Regions from separate parts of the Pan troglodytes genome. Here region 2 is linked to region 1. Evidence: chromatin contacts called from public Hi-C data. All regions are on one chromosome and are shown on one strand. Each heading gives the region's core, a stretch centred on a gene start, on an enhancer-like site or on the middle of the called end of the contact. The rest is flanking DNA. Distances are from core to core; before and after follow the strand shown. Region 1 overlaps EXOC2 (exocyst complex component 2). Region 2 holds the start of FOXF2 (forkhead box F2).

Evidence for each region. Hi-C and Micro-C count contacts between places; a contact is called where the count stands out from the background.
Region 2: a Hi-C map of induced pluripotent stem cells shows a contact between it and region 1, with 1.7 times the contacts expected there. The contact joins the promoter of FOXF2 here to the enhancer-like site in region 1. A contact is called at or near these places in 3 of 7 Hi-C or Micro-C datasets (blood, induced pluripotent stem cells and stem cell-derived neural progenitor cells) and 1 of 1 other capture datasets (stem cell-derived neural stem cells).

The regions. Positions count from the first base shown.
Region 1 is chr5:6,536,555-6,542,162 of NHGRI_mPanTro3-v2.0_pri, forward strand. EXOC2 (exocyst complex component 2) reads right to left here. Exons shown (of 28, transcript XM_016954799.3): 11 at 1,407-1,525. Among named protein-coding and RNA genes, the nearest start is that of HUS1B, 63 kb to the right of the region's middle. Within about 2 kb of position 2,952, at least 3 of the 24 cell types and tissues checked have an H3K27ac peak or open chromatin away from gene starts, as enhancers often do. A contact at or near this core is called in induced pluripotent stem cells, where this site is marked.
Region 2 is chr5:7,331,378-7,336,985 of NHGRI_mPanTro3-v2.0_pri, forward strand. FOXF2 (forkhead box F2) reads left to right here and starts at 2,718. Exons shown (of 2, transcript XM_001174677.5): 1 at 2,718-4,289. The coding sequence starts at 3,119.

The DNA of each region.
Region 1 (5,608 bases), core at 1,702-4,201:
TCATCCAGCCCTATCAGTTCCATTCCTGAATGGCCCTGGAGTCCATGCTCTTCTTCACATTCCCACCACCTCCACATCAGGTGGGGTGCCTGTCTCCTTACCAGCTTCACTGCTCTGGGCTTGCTCCCTCTCATCCACCCACTATGGGCGGCCAGAGTCGTCATCTTTTCAAAAGTGAGTCTGAGCTTGTCTTCCCCCAATCCACCGACCCCTGCTTAAAATCCATCAGCGACTCCCCATCGCACTCTGGGTGAAGTCCAAACCTGTCACAGCGGCCAAGGAAGTTCGTCTCTTCACTCCACCTCCACGCTCTAAGCTCCAACCACACAGGATTCAGAGGCCTTCTTGTGCTTGTAACCTGTGCACATTCTCCCTTCCTGGAAGTCTTAAATGCTTTCCTCCTCTGTTTCAACTGTCAAGTACAGATACCCTTCTGATCTCAAAAGAGATGTCACTCCCTTCAGCTCTCAGAATGTCACTCCCCTGACCTCAAAACCCTGGATCAGAGGCTACTCCTAAGCACTCCAATGTCACTCAGAACTTCCCCAGTCATATGAAACAGCACATAATATTCTAACAGCTGGCTGGTTATCTGTCTACCCTACTATTTTGTGAGCTTGCATGAGCTAGGCCCTTGTCTGTTGTCCTGACTACTGTGACTTTGGCACCCAACAGTGTCTGGAGCATAGCAGGCATTCAATATACTCAATATTCTCCAAATGATAGTATACAAACAAAAGCCAATACACCTGCACGCAAATAGACCTTTGACTTCTCTCCCCCAGCTTCCCTCAGGGCCTCCACACAGGTGGTCCCTTTCTCAAGCTGAGGTGGCTAGTAAGCTACCTTTTATCCTTCCAGTTCTAATACGGAGGCTTCTCTGAGACATTCCCACACCAGCCATCTAAAGCATTCTCCTCAGTTACTCCCTTTTGGAACATCTTGATTTTCTTTTTTTCTTTTCATCACATGTCCCAGCATTTTATTTGGTTAGTTACATGTTTAGTGGCTTTTCCTTCCTCTAGCGGTAACTCTGGGAGGCAGCGGCTATGTGTTGCTAGCGATGGGTGCAGTGCCTGGCACAGAGCAGGACTCAACATACACCTGTCAAGACGATGTGCAGACCGATAGTTACCAAAGACCAATGTCACCTCCTCGGCATCACGCTGCCTGCCCCGAAACGTCAACGCTGTCCACCAACCGCAAAAACAGACATGATAAAAGAGTTGTCCCTTTTCATTAGTACAATGCTAACCAGTGGCCAAAAAAACCACAAAACAAGCAAAAGACAATAATAAGAGATACCAAGTAAATTAGGTAGTCAGTGCCTTCATCATTAAACATTCCCAAAATGTATCAAAATGACATGAAGGAATCACACAACACATTGGAAGAGAAATCCTTGCCTTTCAGATCTTTCACGTAGCCCTCTTTGCAACTGTGCATGAGCTGAAGGATCCACTTGTGTTGGGCTCCAATGCATTGCCAAGCAGGGTCACCAGGGGCATGAAGGTCAGACAGGTACCTGAAAAAGCAAGTCCAAGGTTGAGGCCAAAGGGAAATGCTGGCATATTTTAAAATCATGACTTTTTAAAGGCTAAAATTTTATCAATTAGTCTTGTCCCCTGTCAAATATTAGTCTTTAATATTTAATTCTCAATGAAATATATTCGAATTTCTTGGCTAGGTGAGATGGCTCCTGCCTGTAATCCCAGCACTTTGGGAGGCTGAGGTGGATGGATCACCTGAGGTCAGGAGTTCAAAACCAGCCTGGCCAACGTGCTGAAACCCCGTCGCTACTAAAAAAATACAAAAATTAGCCAAGTGTGTTGGTGCAAGCCTGTAATCTCAGCTACTCGGGCGGCTGAGGCAGGAGAATCGCTTGAACCCGAGAGGCAGAGGTTGCAGTGAGCTGAGATCTCACCACTGTACTGCAGCCTGGGCGACAGAGTGAGACGCCATCTCCAAACAAACAAACAAGCAAACAAAAAATAAAAAAATAAACAGCAGAGCTTTAAAATTTTTTCATATAAATGATAAAACTATTAAAAACAGCTCTTTGTAAAAAGACAAGGACAATTTGCAGTGATCCTATCTACTCGATGAGCATTTTTCTTTATATTTATATTTAGTTCACAGGAGTTTTTCTACTTAGTTCAGAGTCATTATATTAGACACAGGTGGGAGCCAGCAGATACTGGGCAAATACTTTTAAAATTTCAGATGTTTTTTAATTCCTTTCTGATATGAAATATGGCCACGAGATGGCAGTATGGCACCGCTTTCTAAAACTAGCTAAATGAGGGCTAACCGAACTGTGAAGAGATTTGGTGACAACACTCACCTCTAAAGTCTACACTCACGACTGAGAAAATATTTCTCTAGGAAATATAGTATAGTTCGGTGTTTTTCTTAGTTTCTAAATATTCTTAAAATATATCAAGTCTTTGTCTATAAAACACCCAAATCCATAGAGACCATTTATTTCCATAGAAAAATTTCTGTCAAATATTATTTAAGATTTGGCCCTCAGCCCTCACAAAATATATAAATATAGCAAGCTAAATCCAATTAAATCAACTCCAAAAGCATGTCCAAATGAATTTATTGTCTTAAAACTGTTGTTAAGCCATATGCCATTCTTTGTCTCTGGGTTAGAGGTTTTTCTTCAGTGGTAAATCATCATCAATGGCTCCAGGCTGACCTTGGGCCAGACCTCAATCCCTCAGGGGTGCACCCATGCTTCCAGCCCATTCCTCCAGTAGTGAGTGTGTGTTACTCAGGTATCTCAATCAGCAGCCAATCAGAGGAGAAACAAATCCACTTTGTAATATGTTAGCAACAAATAAAATGCTGAGAACACTGACATTCCCAGCTGATGGGGAGGGACTGGGTGCTGTGGAGAGCCGGATATCCAGGCATCTACAGACGGGCCACACTCAGGCTGCCCAGAGGTGGCTGAGAGCTGCCATCTCCTCCTCCTTGTGACCACCTACAGGTTGCAAACAGGATGCGTCTCTGTGCTGAGAAAGTGGCAGATCAATTAGAAGGAAGAGCTTTACTCAGATTAAGAAGTCACCAGCACTCCTCCTCATAAATGAGAATAGTATCCTGAGAAGAAAACTACAATCTAACAAGTTACATTTAGCTTGGCACAGGGGATTCATTTCAGATTCCAAAATGCAGTCTGATTCTTTCTCTCACACAAGGCTTTCTTCTTTTATTACCTGAACGATAAATATAACAAATAGTACACTGTGTCTTTCTTCCCAAAGAACGTGATTCTATGCTTTCTTGCTGGGGATGATGCATTTCAGCGTTCTCCCTAAATAGGCTTGTTTTGCCTCCCAACACCTCTGCAACGCTTTCTCCTAACACTTTCACTCACGTAGCCCTCAGATTTGGTGTTAGTAGTAAAATAAAGAGATACTCTTTTAGGGACGGTGTTCCTTTTAATGTTTAAATCACTGAATAGGAGTGTAGACAGTTCGGTACAAGGGTTCTTTCTCCAGGAGTACAGCAAGAGAAATCAATAAGCTTTGCTTAGTGGCTTTTTACATTATACGTCTCTTTAAAATGTTGACTGTGTCCTTGCAAAACCTAATAACAAAAGACTTTTTCTATCATCTTATTAACGGGTATTAAAGTAAAGGAGTTTATAAAAGTTTTACAAAGCAAGATAAAGTTGTTCTTTTAGAAATTCTAGACTCAGTTCAAAAGCATGACAACTTGTGCTGGGCTCTTCAAATAAGTTTCGTGTTTCCTTTCAGTATGCAGCTAAAAATAAGTAGTTACATTTCAAAACTCTGTTTAGAATGATACATGTTATCGCCATTTCTTTTAAAACTGCATATTAAGAACACTTTTTAAAAAGGCTTTTTAGGTTAAAAAGCAATGTAAAGAATGTTAATTATGATTAACACAGGCTCAGTATTTTAAAATTTAAGAATAAAGGAAGTTTTTAGTCATATTCTGACATGATCTTCTCACAGCTACCAGGGATAAGATCACACTGCTGTGGAAAGGAATATGCAGAGCTTTGCTTCCTGCCAACATCAAGATAGAAATAAGGAGAGGGAGAAGAATAGGGAAGGTTTAAATTAGATAAAATAGTGAATGATATTAGAAAAAATTGTGAACAACAGTAAGACAATATAGTGGTAATCTGATTTTCCCCTCTACCACACATAATCTGGACTATGTAAGAAAACTAATACATTTTTGTTCATGATAAAGCTATCTCTATTCCTACTTGACGCTCATAAATTTCAAAGTCCAACAGGTATTTGACCTGGTTCTGATCTTATTTTTCTATTTCTTAGCGACTAAAAATTTCATTTAAAAAGGTAACAATTGCTCAGTATTTTCTCAAAGCATCGTAAATAAAATAATCATTAACAAATACATAAACTATTGTTGACTTGTTTATATTTTTGCTCTTTTGCCTTTAAGATGACAGGAAAAATGGTAGTTAAAAGGCTCCTTAAAAGAATCTTTTTTGGCACTACCACCTTTTAAACGATATCCAGTAAGTTATATACTCATAAAAACTGCACATGAGTTATCCATATAGATGGTAACCCACAACATAAAGAATTTGTACACTCAACAAGATTTAACACATTACTATAGGCAAGTTTAACATAACAAGTGTAAACAGGCCAGAAATATACAAAGCACACGCAGTGAAGGAGCAGGGCAGGAAACAGCAGCCTCAGGACGTCTGACGCTACCCAGCTGCGTGTCCTGGACACTACGCTCAACCTCCCTGCAACTCTGTCGCTTTCTAGGTAGAAAATAAAGCAGTTGGATAACAAATGTGTGGTTTATTTCCAGCTTTACATTTCTAGGATTCTACAAACCAGGAAAATCCCCCATATACATTATTTCTTATGGAGGCAGCTTAGAGAGAAACAAGAGTGGGCTCTGAAGCCAAACAGGCGTCCCGTCCCCCGGGTCACTGTGTGTGCTGGGCAAGCTTCGGTGTTTTCACCTGTACAATGGGCACCGCACAAGCGTCCTTTCATGGTGGTGATCAGGATTAGAGAGGACATGTAGAACACATCCCGCACAGCGCCTGAGCATGCTGCACACGTGCAGGGGTGGCAGCATGCAAACACAGCACCCTCTCTTCATCCCACCGCTACTGCCTCTGCTTGCTTCCTCCTGGGCAATGCTAGCGTGCTGCCAATGACGACGGCTCATACTCCCGCCGTACGCCTCATCACTAGGACACAGGTCCAGGTGTGGATCTTTTCTCCCGTTCACACTTGCACACACAGCAGCTTTCAGGCCAGACGCTCTTTTCAAGACAGTCTTTTCTTTTCAGAGACAGGATCTTGCTGTCACCCAGGCTCGAGTGCAGTGGTACGATCACATCTCACTGCAGTCTCGAACTCCTGGGCTCAAGAGATCCTACTGCCTCAGCCTCCTGAGTGGCTGGGACTACAGGCATGCATCCCCGCATCTGGCTAATTTTTGATTTTTTGCAGAGACCAGGTTTTGCTATATTGCCCAGGCTAGTCTTGAACTCTTAGACTCAAACAATCCTCCTGCCTTGGCCTCCCAACGTGCTGGGATCACAGGTCTGGGCCACTGTGTCTGCTCC
Region 2 (5,608 bases), core at 1,468-3,967, 790 kb after region 1:
CTGGGGTTTTTTGCTTGTTTCCTTGTTTGTTTTAATGAGTACCTGTGGACTTCCTAAAATCTCAGGCAAGTTGGAAGTATTTTTCTGGAAACTGGCTCCATAGCTTCCATCGTGTTCTCAGAGGATGACCCCATAACCCCAAAACTGGGAGCTACTAGTACAGAAGGTTATCACTGGTCTTGCCTGGATTTTAAGGTTAGCGCCTTTTATTCTTCAGTCTCCGGGTCCTAAAACCTTTTAAGGCCTGTGCTTAAAAAGTTGGATCTGTATTTCCCTGAGATCCAAATACATAGAATTTTCAGGCACAGAGAATCAGAGAGAGTCCATGGCTAAGTGACAATGAGTACTGAATGTTTCCAAAGCCCATTGCCCACCGCCCCCACCTACAAATGAGATAATTGTCCTTTTCCCCCACAAGCTTCTCCCCTGGGCTCTTTCCATTTAAAGCACACACACACACACACACACACTGAACTCTGTGTCAGTAGAGCTCCTTTAAGATCCTATCTGTCCTCCCCACTCCAGCTTCTATTTTATGAAAATAATTATATTTTAGGCACTTAGAGCATTGGTTTAGTGAACACATTATATTTACTTTTATATTTAGTTATGTATTTTTAAGTTATTCCACATAAAATGACAAATGAGGTCAAGAGAAAAAAATACCATGAAATATATGGGGACGCACCCCCCAAAAACGCTCAGCAGTCAGTCAGAAATTCTTAGAAAGTGGAAACAACTGCAAAGCCCTACCCCAACCCAATCAAAACATCCCACCCGGAAAAGAGCGACTTGTTTCTTTTTTCTATTGGAAATGAGTGGTAAACTGAGTTCGGTTTGGCGGTGTTTTCTTAGCTGACTCTCGGCTACAATCAAGCCATTTTCGGACACATTCCCATGTAGGTACCAGGGGTGCTCTGGAGGAAGCTGTCGACGCCTGTTCAGCTAATTTAGGTTTTCTTTGTCTAATTACTGTGGAGCTTAGGGAGAAGGAGCCGGCTCAGGGCAGTAAACTGACACTCGGTCTCTGTGTGTGGTATCCAGGCAGGGTTTGATGGAAAAAGCCTGCTTCCACTCAACCTCAGGTCACTGTCTGGGGCCAGCCCCGGCCCACCCCCCTCCCACATACCCCTCCCCTCCCCACCCGCCCTCTCTGCATCTACAGCCCCACCAGCACACTCAGCCAGGAGCAGTCCCCTGGCACTCCAGGGGCACACAGGGCTCCAGCCGCCCCAAGGGGCCTGCCTAGGCTGTGCGGCTGTGAAGGCTCTTTGCCTGGTGTCTCCCTCCTGATTACTGCACAACCTCCCTTTCTCCTGCCTCCTGCAACTCCCCAGGCTCCCCAGCAGGCACACCCGTGCACCTCGGTCCTTTCAGCCTAGACGCAGCGGGGTGCCCAGCTCTGCCTCCTGTTTGGTCCGCTGGTCTGCAGCACCTTCTTTCTGGGCCTCCCCCTTCAGCCCTTGGGAGGCCCCGCCAGCTCCGGCCTCCTGCTCTCCTCCTCCCTCTCCCAGCTCCTATCCCTGGTCGGACTACATTTCCCTGCACGTGTAATCCAATAACTAACTGTCGGGTCTCATTGGAAGTGATTGCTCCCGAGGGCACATCTCTCTCAGAGCGTGACTCTTACTTAGGGAGGAATTAGCCACAACTGGGGAGAAGTGTTCTCGGACAGGAGTTAGCTGAGACCTGGCACAGTTTTGGGTGGGCAATGTTAAGACGGAGGATGTAAACCTAGTGACAGCTGCACACCCCTTCAGGACTGACTATAAATATAGCCATCTCGCTTATCTCAGGGTCTTTCTTTTTCTTTCTCTTTCTTTCTTTTCTTCCTTCCTTCCTTCTTCTTTCTTTTTCTTCTGCACTTTTTTCTTACAGAACACTAACTGGGGCGTGGGGGTGAGGGGAAGAAGTGGAAGCAAATGCAACCCTAAGTCCCATGAGATCCAGGTTTCCAGAGTCTTTGAAACTTGGCCTAGGTTTCTCAGTCTAAATCCCTCTGCTCAAAGTTCCGAAAACGTCCACGATCGCCAGCGGCCCGCAACCCTGCGGCGGCCCCCAGTCGCCCTAACAATTGTCGGGGAGCCTGCAGGCCCTGCCAGAAAGAGAGAGGATTGGCACGTTACCTTTGGGCGTCTGGCACCCCGGCGTGTGGCTGAGGGCGGCAAAGTCTAAACGAAGTTGACAGATGGAGTCAGTATCGGCCCTGGGGAGGGCGGCCAGGGAGGCTCCGAGCAGCCGCACCCGCAGCAGCACCACTCGGCCCGGCGGGCCAGGAGGAGGAAGGGGGGGCGGGGGGGCGGGGCTGGGTCCACTCCGCGGGGGGCGGCAGGGTCCTGGGATGGGAAGCGGGGGTTGCTGTAGGGGGCAAACAGAAAGAATATTTCATGAAGTCAGAGGTGGTCGAGTTTTGCGAGGGGTGGGGGTCGCCCCCTTAGCAAAACGGGAGTGAGTCTGTGATCCCTCAATTTGAAAGACGGTGAGTGAGGGAATGGGGAAGAGGCCGCGAGAGGAATGAAAAGAGCGAGGAGACCCTGGAGAGCGGGGAGCGAGATAAGAGAGGGAGGCGGCCGCCAGGTCGGGAGGGGGAGGAGTGAGCGCGGCGGCCCGAGCGCGCCCTCCCCGCGGCGGCGCGGAGCGAGGAGGGGGCAGGGCGGGGTAGGGGGAGGGAGGGAGGGAGGGAGGGAGGGAGCGAGGAGGGCGGCCGGGGAGGGCGAGGGAGGGAGGAAGTCCGAGAGACAGAGCGAGGAGCGCTCCTGAAGGGAGACGTCGGGCTCGTCCCCGGGGTCCAGGCCGCGGTCCCACTCGCGGGCGCAGTTGCCCGGCGCCGGCCGCTCGGCCCCGCGGCCTGGGAGGCCGTTGCGCAAGGCAGGGCCCGCGGCTCGGGGAGGGATGCGCCGGGCGTTGCCTCCCGCCCGCCGCCGCCGCCGCCGCCGCCGCCAGAAGCCCCAGAGGAGCTGAGGGAGGCGACGCCGAAGCGCTGGCCCGGAGTGGCCACGGCTGCAGCCCGGGCGGCGGGCTAGGGCGCTCGCAGGGCTTCTGGGCCGACCCCGCTCCGGCGCCTCCGCTCCCCGCCCGGGGCCCGCCCTCGCGGCCCGGCCTCGCTCCCGGGTCCCAGATGACCACCGAGGGCGGGCCGCCGCCGGCCCCGCTCCGCCGCGCGTGCAGCCCGGTCCCCGGCGCGCTCCAGGCCGCCCTGATGAGCCCGCCGCCCGCCGCCGCCGCCGCCGCCCTGGAGACCACCTCCTCCTCCTCGTCGTCCTCCTCCGCCTCCTGCGCCTCGTCCTCGTCCTCCTCCAATTCGGCCAGCGCCCCCTCGGCTGCCTGCAAGAGTACGGGCGGCGGCGGCGCGGGCGCCGGGAGCGGGGGCGCCAAGAAGGCGAGCTCGGGGCTGCGGCGGCCCGAGAAGCCGCCCTACTCGTACATCGCGCTCATCGTCATGGCCATCCAGAGCTCGCCCAGCAAGCGCCTGACGCTCAGCGAGATCTACCAGTTCCTGCAGGCGCGCTTCCCCTTCTTCCGCGGCGCCTACCAGGGCTGGAAGAACTCCGTGCGCCACAATCTCTCGCTCAACGAGTGCTTCATCAAGCTGCCTAAGGGCCTCGGGCGGCCCGGCAAGGGCCACTACTGGACCATCGACCCGGCCAGCGAGTTCATGTTCGAGGAGGGCTCGTTCCGCCGCCGGCCGCGCGGCTTCAGGCGGAAGTGCCAGGCGCTCAAGCCCATGTACCACCGCGTGGTGAGCGGCTTGGGCTTCGGGGCGTCGCTGCTGCCCCAGGGCTTCGACTTCCAGGCGCCCCCGTCGGCGCCGCTCGGCTGCCACAGCCAGGGCGGCTACGGCGGCCTCGACATGATGCCCGCGGGCTACGACGCCGGCGCGGGCGCCCCAAGCCACGCGCACCCTCACCACCACCACCACCACCACGTCCCGCACATGTCGCCCAACCCGGGTTCCACCTACATGGCCAGCTGCCCGGTGCCCGCGGGCCCCGGGGGCGTCGGTGCGGCCGGGGGCGGCGGCGGCGGCGGCGGCGGAGACTACGGGCCGGACAGCAGCAGCAGCCCGGTACCCTCGTCCCCGGCCATGGCGAGCGCCATCGAATGCCACTCGCCCTACACGAGCCCTGCGGCGCACTGGAGCTCGCCTGGCGCCTCGCCTTACCTCAAGCAGCCGCCTGCCCTGACGCCGAGCAGCAACCCCGCCGCCTCGGCAGGCCTGCACTCCAGCATGTCCTCCTACTCGCTGGAGCAGAGCTACTTGCACCAGAACGCTCGCGAGGACCTCTCAGGTAACGCAGCACGCTCCAGCCCAGCCAGCTGGGCGCATCGCTTCTAGGCCTCCAGGGCTGGCGGCCACTGCCACTCCCACAAACAGGGACCCCGAAGCTAGGAGGTCTGAGGGCACTGGGAAAAGCAGATGCTGGGGAAAGCCGGCATCTTATTCGTGGGAGCAGGGATCAGGGATCAGGGTCTTACTGTCCTCCCAGTATCCCTGGCCAGCAGCTGAAGCTTCAGAATTGTCTGGCTGCTCTGAGCGTGGTGTAAAGTCCCCTGCCTTCCTGGACTCTTTGGGGATCCCTGTGCAGGAGACTGCAGGTCTCCCGTTCAGAGTCTCACTCAGCTTTGAGAGAAGGCATGTGGCCTTTGGGGAACTTGGTCAGGAAGCTGTGTCTAGTTCCTTTTGTCCCATTTTTTCCTTGCGTTCATTTTGCTGTACTTTTGTCCCGAAGTAAATGTCAGAATCAGATATGTTCTGTATGTTGGGGTGTCTGTAGGGAGATGTTTGCAGCTGGGCAAGTGTTAAGAGGAGGGGGTGGGAGGGAGAGAGCTGGATCCCAGGATCTTTCACTAAAGGATCTTTCACTAAAGGATTTGCCAGTGGAGGGGGTCACCAAACTGTTGAAGACTCCTCCCCTTCCCTGCCTCCCCACCCCCCAACAATGGACCCACATTAATGATACAGGTCCTGGGTGGCAGGACCTGAAGGACCCTGCTAGGACTCCCCTGAGAAATGCGCCTGCCCTGTGGATGCCACTTGTAGTGTGGCTGGTTTACATTGTGTTTGGTTGCAGATTATGAAAATTTATTGACTTGCTGAAGGTGGTGAAAGGTGGGAGGGGACGGTGAGGATGGAAGAGGGAATTTGAATATTTGACCAGGTTAATCTGAAGAACAGAGATAAACCCTTACATTAACCCCTCACTCGGAGCACCTAGGGCTGCACATTAAAATCTCATGGGCCTGCCAGTCAAAGGCAAGGCCCCAAGCTACTCTCTCACACTGGCCTCCCACAGCAATGAGACAGTGGCTTGGAGGGTGATGCATGCTTTATGTGTTCCTGAGCCGGTGTGCAGCGGGAGTACCGGGGGAGAAGGGAAGCCCAGAAATGGGCAAAAGATGTTGGTTCCCTGGACGGTGAAATTTCCCAAATAGGCCTTTTAAATGTGGGTCTCAGAGGTTAACCAAACAAAGACAGTCTCGGCAGGACCACACCGGAGAGGATTTTAGCCTGACTTAACCCACTGAGAACAGAGTCTTGTTCAATTTTATGGGAATTTCAACAAGTAACCAATACAGGCGGCCTTCCCCTCTTATTTTTGTATTCCCT